Regions from separate parts of the Sus scrofa genome. Here region 2 is linked to region 1. A link is a contact called in public Hi-C data. All regions are on one chromosome and are shown on one strand. Each heading gives the region's core, a stretch centred on a gene start, on an enhancer-like site or on the middle of the called end of the contact. The rest is flanking DNA. Distances are from core to core; before and after follow the strand shown. Region 1 holds the start of FOXA1 (hepatocyte nuclear factor 3-alpha). Region 2 overlaps MIPOL1 (mirror-image polydactyly gene 1 protein).

The links. A called contact is a pair of places that touch in the nucleus more often than the background predicts.
Region 2: a Hi-C map of fetal liver shows a contact between it and region 1, with 2.9 times the contacts expected there. The contact joins the enhancer-like site here to the promoter of FOXA1 in region 1. A contact is called at or near these places in 1 of 5 promoter capture datasets (liver) and 5 of 47 Hi-C or Micro-C datasets (fetal liver, liver and skeletal muscle).

What each region holds. Positions count from the first base shown.
Region 1 is chr7:62,469,885-62,473,322 of Sscrofa11.1, reverse strand. FOXA1 (hepatocyte nuclear factor 3-alpha) reads right to left here and starts at 2,090. Exons shown (of 2, transcript XM_001929276.4): 1 at 1,761-2,090. The coding sequence starts at 1,832.
Region 2 is chr7:62,572,094-62,575,293 of Sscrofa11.1, reverse strand. The region is part of intron 10 of MIPOL1 (mirror-image polydactyly gene 1 protein); the gene reads left to right. Among named protein-coding and RNA genes, the nearest start is that of FOXA1, 100 kb to the right of the region's middle. Within about 2 kb of position 1,738, at least 4 of the 83 cell types and tissues checked have an H3K27ac peak or open chromatin away from gene starts, as enhancers often do. A contact at or near this core is called in fetal liver, where this site is marked.

The DNA of each region.
Region 1 (3,438 bases), core at 841-3,340:
CCGAGTAGTGGCCTGGGCTATGAGGGGTGGCTGTAAAACTCTCCCTGATAGAACAAATCATTCACGGCCATATAACCAAAGATTTCCAAACAACTGGGGTGACTGTTGTTTAGAAGCAGTGTTTTCCATCTACTTGTAGCAACTGTATTGAAAAGAGAAAGAAACTCAGAAGTTAAGTTTTGGGAAAAAATTAAAAATCAATCTACAACAGGAGAAGGGGCAGGGAGGGTTGCATAACAAATATCATTTCATTTAACTTTAACATGACTTTACAGCCATTCATAAACTTGCACTAATTTCATTCTCTATTTCCAGGTCCCTAATTTTTAAAAAATTTAATGATGCAATTTGTAGAAATAATCGTCTATTTTTTCACTGATACTTTGCCACTGATCCCCTAAAAATCTGGCTTTTGAAACTATATGAATAGTTTCAAATATTTTAAAAATCCAAAATCAAAGTCCATTTACTTTCTCTTAATGTTACTCTACTTACTAATTCTCAGCTTTAATCTGTAAGGAAGCTCTTTCCATAGAGAATTTAATTGATTAGTGAGTGCAGATGACTGTATCTGAATTAACGCTGAGGAAGAGTTCTGAGCTCCTTCTTAAATCATCAGTTGGAGAAAACCCTTATCAATAGCAATTTGAGAATGCACTATATATGTTATAAAATATAGAGCACAGAAATATAAAAACTACTTCTCTGATAACTTAATAGAAATAATGATATCCTTACTTTTATTTTCATCAGAAAACATAATTCTATTCGAAAACGTAAAAGGTGAACAAACAAATTTAAGTAGGCATACATTCTGCTATGGCATGCAAATAAACTCAAGGTAAATTTGTGAATATATATATATATACACACAAATCTAAATAAGTCAGTTACTAGGAAAATATTTCCTGATTTTATAATTTTCTGGCCATGTCTTAAAGTATTTTTTACTTTTCCTAAAGATTATCCAAATCATTTTTAATAAACGTTTTCAATAATGGTAAACTTTTTCGGGGGTAACCGCCAGCTATTTCCAGAGAAATACTTTTAGTAGGTGGTGGTCCTGCCTGTACCTGATTTTCTTCGCAATCCCTTTGTGCACATTGTAAAATAAACCACATGAACGTGCCACCAAGGGGACAATGAAGAGAAACAGGTTCTCCGCCCGCCCGGAGTGCTGGAGGAAAAGTCAGCTCGCACCAGCGCCACCCAGCGGTTCTAGAGAAGAACGAGCATACTTCTCCCCAAACAGGGCTTTTGAAGAAGTTTTACAAAATTTCTGAATCATTTCATTATTAAGACGCTCAACTTAGCAGGTGCGCGCTTTCACCAGAAGACAACTGAGAATTCAACTGCGGGACAAAGGATGTTGGGCGGGCGAACTCCGGCGTTTTCAGAGTTTTGCCTCCAACTCATGCCGGCGCCGGCCCGCCAACCCGCGACACCCCGGGCCAGGCTCCGGCTCCCGTTCTCAGCAAGGAGGAGGCAAGTGCTTCCCAAAGCGAGTGCTTTCAGAGCCAGAGTTTCTTCAAACCATCTCGCTCGATCTAGGCGCCGGGATCCAGCTTCCCCGGCGGGGCTGCGGATCTGGATCCCCGGCTCGGCCAAGGCCCGGTCGGGGCCAAACCCGGTGGGCAAGCAGCGGTGGCACGCAAAAGGCGCCTCAAGTCCGCCAGCCGCCCGCCCTTCCGGGCGCTCGCCTCGCCAGGCTTCCTCCGGCACGGGGCCCGAAAACGTCCCGCCTGCTGCCCGCGTCTCACCTCCTGTGTGTCCGCGTAGTAGCTGTTCCAGTCGCTGCTCTCATGCCCTTCCATCTTCACAGTCCCTAACATCCTGGAGCCACCCTGCTCGATGCAACCATCCAGCCCTGTGCAAAGCGACGGGCAGCCGCGCGGCGCAGGGCTGGGGGCGGGGAGCCGAGCAGCGGCAATCACCCGAGCGCCCGCGCCGGCCCAACGCCACCCTAGCAAGGAGGAAGCCAGGCGCTGCGGGGCGCGGCGTGCGCGGCGGCGCGGCGGGCGGGGGCAGGTGGCGGCCGCGGAGCGCGGCGCCCGGGAGCGCCTCCGCGGGAAGTGAGCGGGCGGCCTCTGCGAGATGAGTGCAGTTGAGCTGATGTGGATCTTACGTCGCTCGAGTGCCCACCTCCTCGTCCTCTCCCCATTTGTCCGCCGCACAAAGACGCTCGCACCTACAAAGCCTGAGGTGCACCTGCGAGGCGGCCGCCCGCCAGTCCAGCAGCCCGCGCCTCCCGCCCAGCCGCGCCGCCGCCGCGCGCGCCCCTGCGCCCCCTCCCATCGAGCCCCCTCCCCCAAACCCGGCCCTCACTTTGTTTGCCAAGCAGTGTAATTGGTTTAGGCCCGGAGGCTGGGGGAAGAGGAAAATGGGGTGGTGGTGGGGGTGTAACCCCCTTTGGAAGAGGAAAAAAGAAAAATAGGCGGGGCCGGGCGGGCTAGCAAGGGTTGTGGATGGGAACCGCGCAGCCGAAGAAGAGCTGGGGGCGGTGGCGTTGAAGCGGGGGCTCGAAGGATAGTGTCTGCTACCCGACCCCAGGGTCTTCCGAGGAGGACTCGGGGCCCTCTAGAGGCCCGTGATGCGGCCCCGTCCCGCGCCCTTCCTGCCTCTTGTTCTTCTGCTGGCTTCCAGCCCCCGCCCTTCTGATTCCTGACCTAAAGTTCAACCCCGGGAGCCTGGAGAATACAGACTCCCCTCCCTCCCCGCCCCTGCCCTGTACTTCAGGCTTGAAAAAGGAAAAAGCCCCACTTTTGCCCCGTCACTAGAAACTCGGCCATCTGAGTCAGCCGAGCCAAGTGACGTTAGGCCGATCCGGGCTCCTGGCTAGCAGAGTGGAGACGCTGCCACGAAACCCGTACCTGCGGCTAAGAGCAGGTGAGTCACAGCACCGTTTTATATCTTTATGACATAACTTTTTTTTCCGCCTCAGTCCGCTCTACTCCCCCTTGTCATCTGTAGCGATCATAAAGAGGAAGAAACTGAGAACAGATGTCTGTGTGATAGGGCAGGCGGACCCGAGTCGGGCCGTCCTCTCTAAGCCCAGCTCCTCCTCCCGCCCCCCTTCCGCAGCCTCGGGGACTGAGCTGGAGGCGACCGTCAGGTTTCTGATAGGGAAAGGTCAGGGGGAGGAGACATCTCCCTAAATACGTGCTGGGAGAGCCTGGGCTCGGGAGCGGGAGTGCATTTGCTCGGCTAGAGAGGTGCCACGCTGAGGCCAGCGGTGGTGACTACGGTGCCTCGTCCTATCTCTGTTATGGAGTGGCTGGGCTAGGACCCCGGTGCCCGCTTGGTTTCTAATCAGTCCTGGACATCGGTGGGAAGTGCTCCCACAGGCAAAACCTCTTGGCTCCTACGAGGCTCTGGGTGGTGGTTTGCTCATAATTCCTGAGGAGGACCGACTAAAAAGTGACTGGATGATAGGCACTG
Region 2 (3,200 bases), core at 489-2,988, 100 kb before region 1:
GGACACAATGATCTTCTTTGTAGAGCAGATACTGATTCATAGACTTCAAAAAACTTATGGTTTCCAAATGAGACAGGTTGGTTGGTGGGGGGATGCACTGAGGGTTTGAGATGGTAATGCTATAAAATTTGGTTGTGATGATCACTGTACAACTATAAATGTAATAAAATTCATTGAGTAATAAAAATTGCCAAAAAAATTAAAAAATAAAGTTGGAGTATGGTACTTTGCTTTCTCAAAGCACCATATTATTAAGTAACTCTTAGAAAGGAATTTAGGAAAAATTCAAGAACCTTGCCTTCAATAGCAGTTGGGCCATCAGTAATATCTTAAAAATTAACTTCATATGTCATTGATAGTGGGAGGCTATTTCTCTTCTGTACACTAGCTGTGTCAGGCAAAAAAATGTATAAACATTCCTTTCAGACCACCACAAAGTAAAATAAACCAGATCATCCCAAAATTATGAAATCCAATGTTTCCACCTCAAATCTGGCACATTTGTAATATTTTCCCTTTCTGAAAACTTTAAACTTTAAACTTTTACCCTTTTTTCTTTATTTTCAATTTTAACCCTTTTGATGTAGGATGCATCTTGAAGGGTCATTAATTCAGTGCAATGCTTTGAGTTTCCAGGTCTTACTTGATATTTAGGAAGATAATTTGTGGCTTTCTACAGTTAGGCTATTAATAGTCATACTCCATAAGTCAGTATTTAGAGTAAATTTAGTGTTAAACTTTTAGACCAGTATGCATGCCAGAATAAAAAAGAAATGCGTTAACTTCCTTAAAATCTGTAAAAACTAAATAAGTGAGAATTTTTTAAAAAATCAGCCTTATTTTTAGAAGGAGTTTAAGCAATTATCAAGTATTCTAATAAGATTTGTCTGAAGAGATTTATTCCAGATTAAAAAAAAAAAAAAGCGGTCGCTTTTTATTGTGCCCAGCCAGGAGTTAGCATATGAAACAAAGGGGCCTAAAAATTCAGAAACTAAAAAAGATCAAGATGTATAACCTAATCTTTATTGTGTTGAATAGAAAGCAAAAATCCATATATCCTCTGATTTTTACAGAAGCAACAGAAACTTTGCTTATGACAGCAGCTGTATAATGGGTTTTGAATAAGGCTGGTGTAGTGTTTAGTACAGTGGAGGGGCTGGGTTGTTTTATCCTTTAAGTTGGCATTTTACCAAGGAGAGAAGTTTGGTGGTTTGTTTTTCCCTTTTATGTTTAAGTTATGGAATACTGATTAAAATGAGCATTGTTTTCATATTCTCATTTTGTATTTTTCTGAGCAAGCCACTCAGGAAAATGAAATCTTGATGCTTTTACACCTACACACTATATTGCTGAGCAAATTATTTATGGAAGGGAAGGCAAGATAAAGTTGCTTTTAAGAGTCTTTTAACATATCAGTTTGATAACTAGCAAAACACCTCTACTGCCATTAAATATTTACCAAGACTTGGCTTTGGGCAGGGGGGCAGTTTGGCGCAACAAATTTGACTCTGTGCAATGCCATTGATTAGCTATCAGAAGGACATAGTTAATAAATAACTTTGGGTATTACAGAGCACTCTACATTCTTGTCAAATATTTTCTCTGAAGATGACCTAAAAAAAGTCAGTTAACAACCAGCATTCACCCAGCAATGATTGCACAAGCACAACTCTGAACGAAATAAAGGCCAGGCAGATCAGTTGAGCAGTAAGTACTTAGGCAATCTTTCCTAGTGACTGTTGTCATTGCTGCTGGACTTTAGAACTGAACATGTTTACATTTAATTAGAAAGGACACACAGTTTACAGCACAGTAGCTATCAATATCGGATCAGAATTGATTTCCGCTTTCTCCCCAGTGATTGCTTCCTTCGAGCTAATTAAAAAAGGCATATAACCAAAATGACTCACATAAATTTTAAAGCAAAGTAAACAGTATTTCCTGGAGACCAAAACAAAAGTAAATGACATTCATTCTGATTATTAGCTATGTTTTTTGAAAGAATTCTGATGCCTGTAAATGTGATATAAGGCATGTTTTAGTGTTATCAGACTGCTGATAAACCAAGTATTCCCTTCTGAAGAAACCTGAATGAATGCCTTACTGAGTTCTTTAGCTCTCAAAGAAACAATAACCTTACTTTTATCTTTATAATCCCTAAAACATGTAGATAAAGCAGTCTGTAGCTTGGGCTGAATTTATTCACGTCTTCAATTTTCACATTATACAGAGAAACTGCTTAAAAATATAACAAAATATTTAACCAATTTATTTCCTTTTAAATAAGATTTATAGAGCACATGTATAATTGGCTTAAATTAGGAATCATTCTGATGTGTGAATAACATTTTTCTATAATTACTATAGCCCAAATCATCAATAAAATTATGATAAAAGATAATTTCTTATAACTCTCCACTATAAAGAAACCTGCTTTAATTTCCACAAACTGACATTTGTTGGTGAATACACTGACTTATGGTAAAAAGAATTTTAAAATCAGAAATAAAGGAAATAGGAGAGATGTAGAGGTTGCCCCAGGAGAATTATGTTACATACAGCTGTCCTCCTTCCTTAGGTATGCATCTTCCATGCAGTCCCACCTTTAGAGTGAAGGCCATGAAGAGGTAAGGAAATATGGAATGATTCAGATTAGAGGCAGGGCTTAAGAAACAGTAATTAATCAACTGACAAATATTAATTCTTCCAGGCGCTAAAGGTAAAGTAGGGGCAAAACCTCTATATAATCAGATGTTTTTATCTGTTTTAATTACTGTTGTGTCCCAAGCATTTAACGTGTACTTGATGCTGTATATGATTAGTTGCTCAATAAATATTTATTGAATGAATGACTCCTTTCAAAGATTATTTCACTGTAAGCAAATGTTCACTCTGCCACCAGAGGGGCGTCCTGTAGCACTTGTTTCTAGTATTCGGGGGAAACTGCTGAAATCCACAATGGTGCCATAGTAATGAGAGTCAATTTAAAATTCCCCTCCAGAAGAGAGTAATTCATTAGAGTTATTTTTGCTTACATTTCCTTCTTTCACTTCCTTTTCAAATCTTAGGCTTTTTATTACTCTTTGTGTCCACAAAGCAACCAACCTGAAAGTCACATCAGTTAACTACATATCCAGTACTACATATCCATAACTTATATTCTGCAGGGTACATACCAATCACAGAGATTCTAGTCAGCC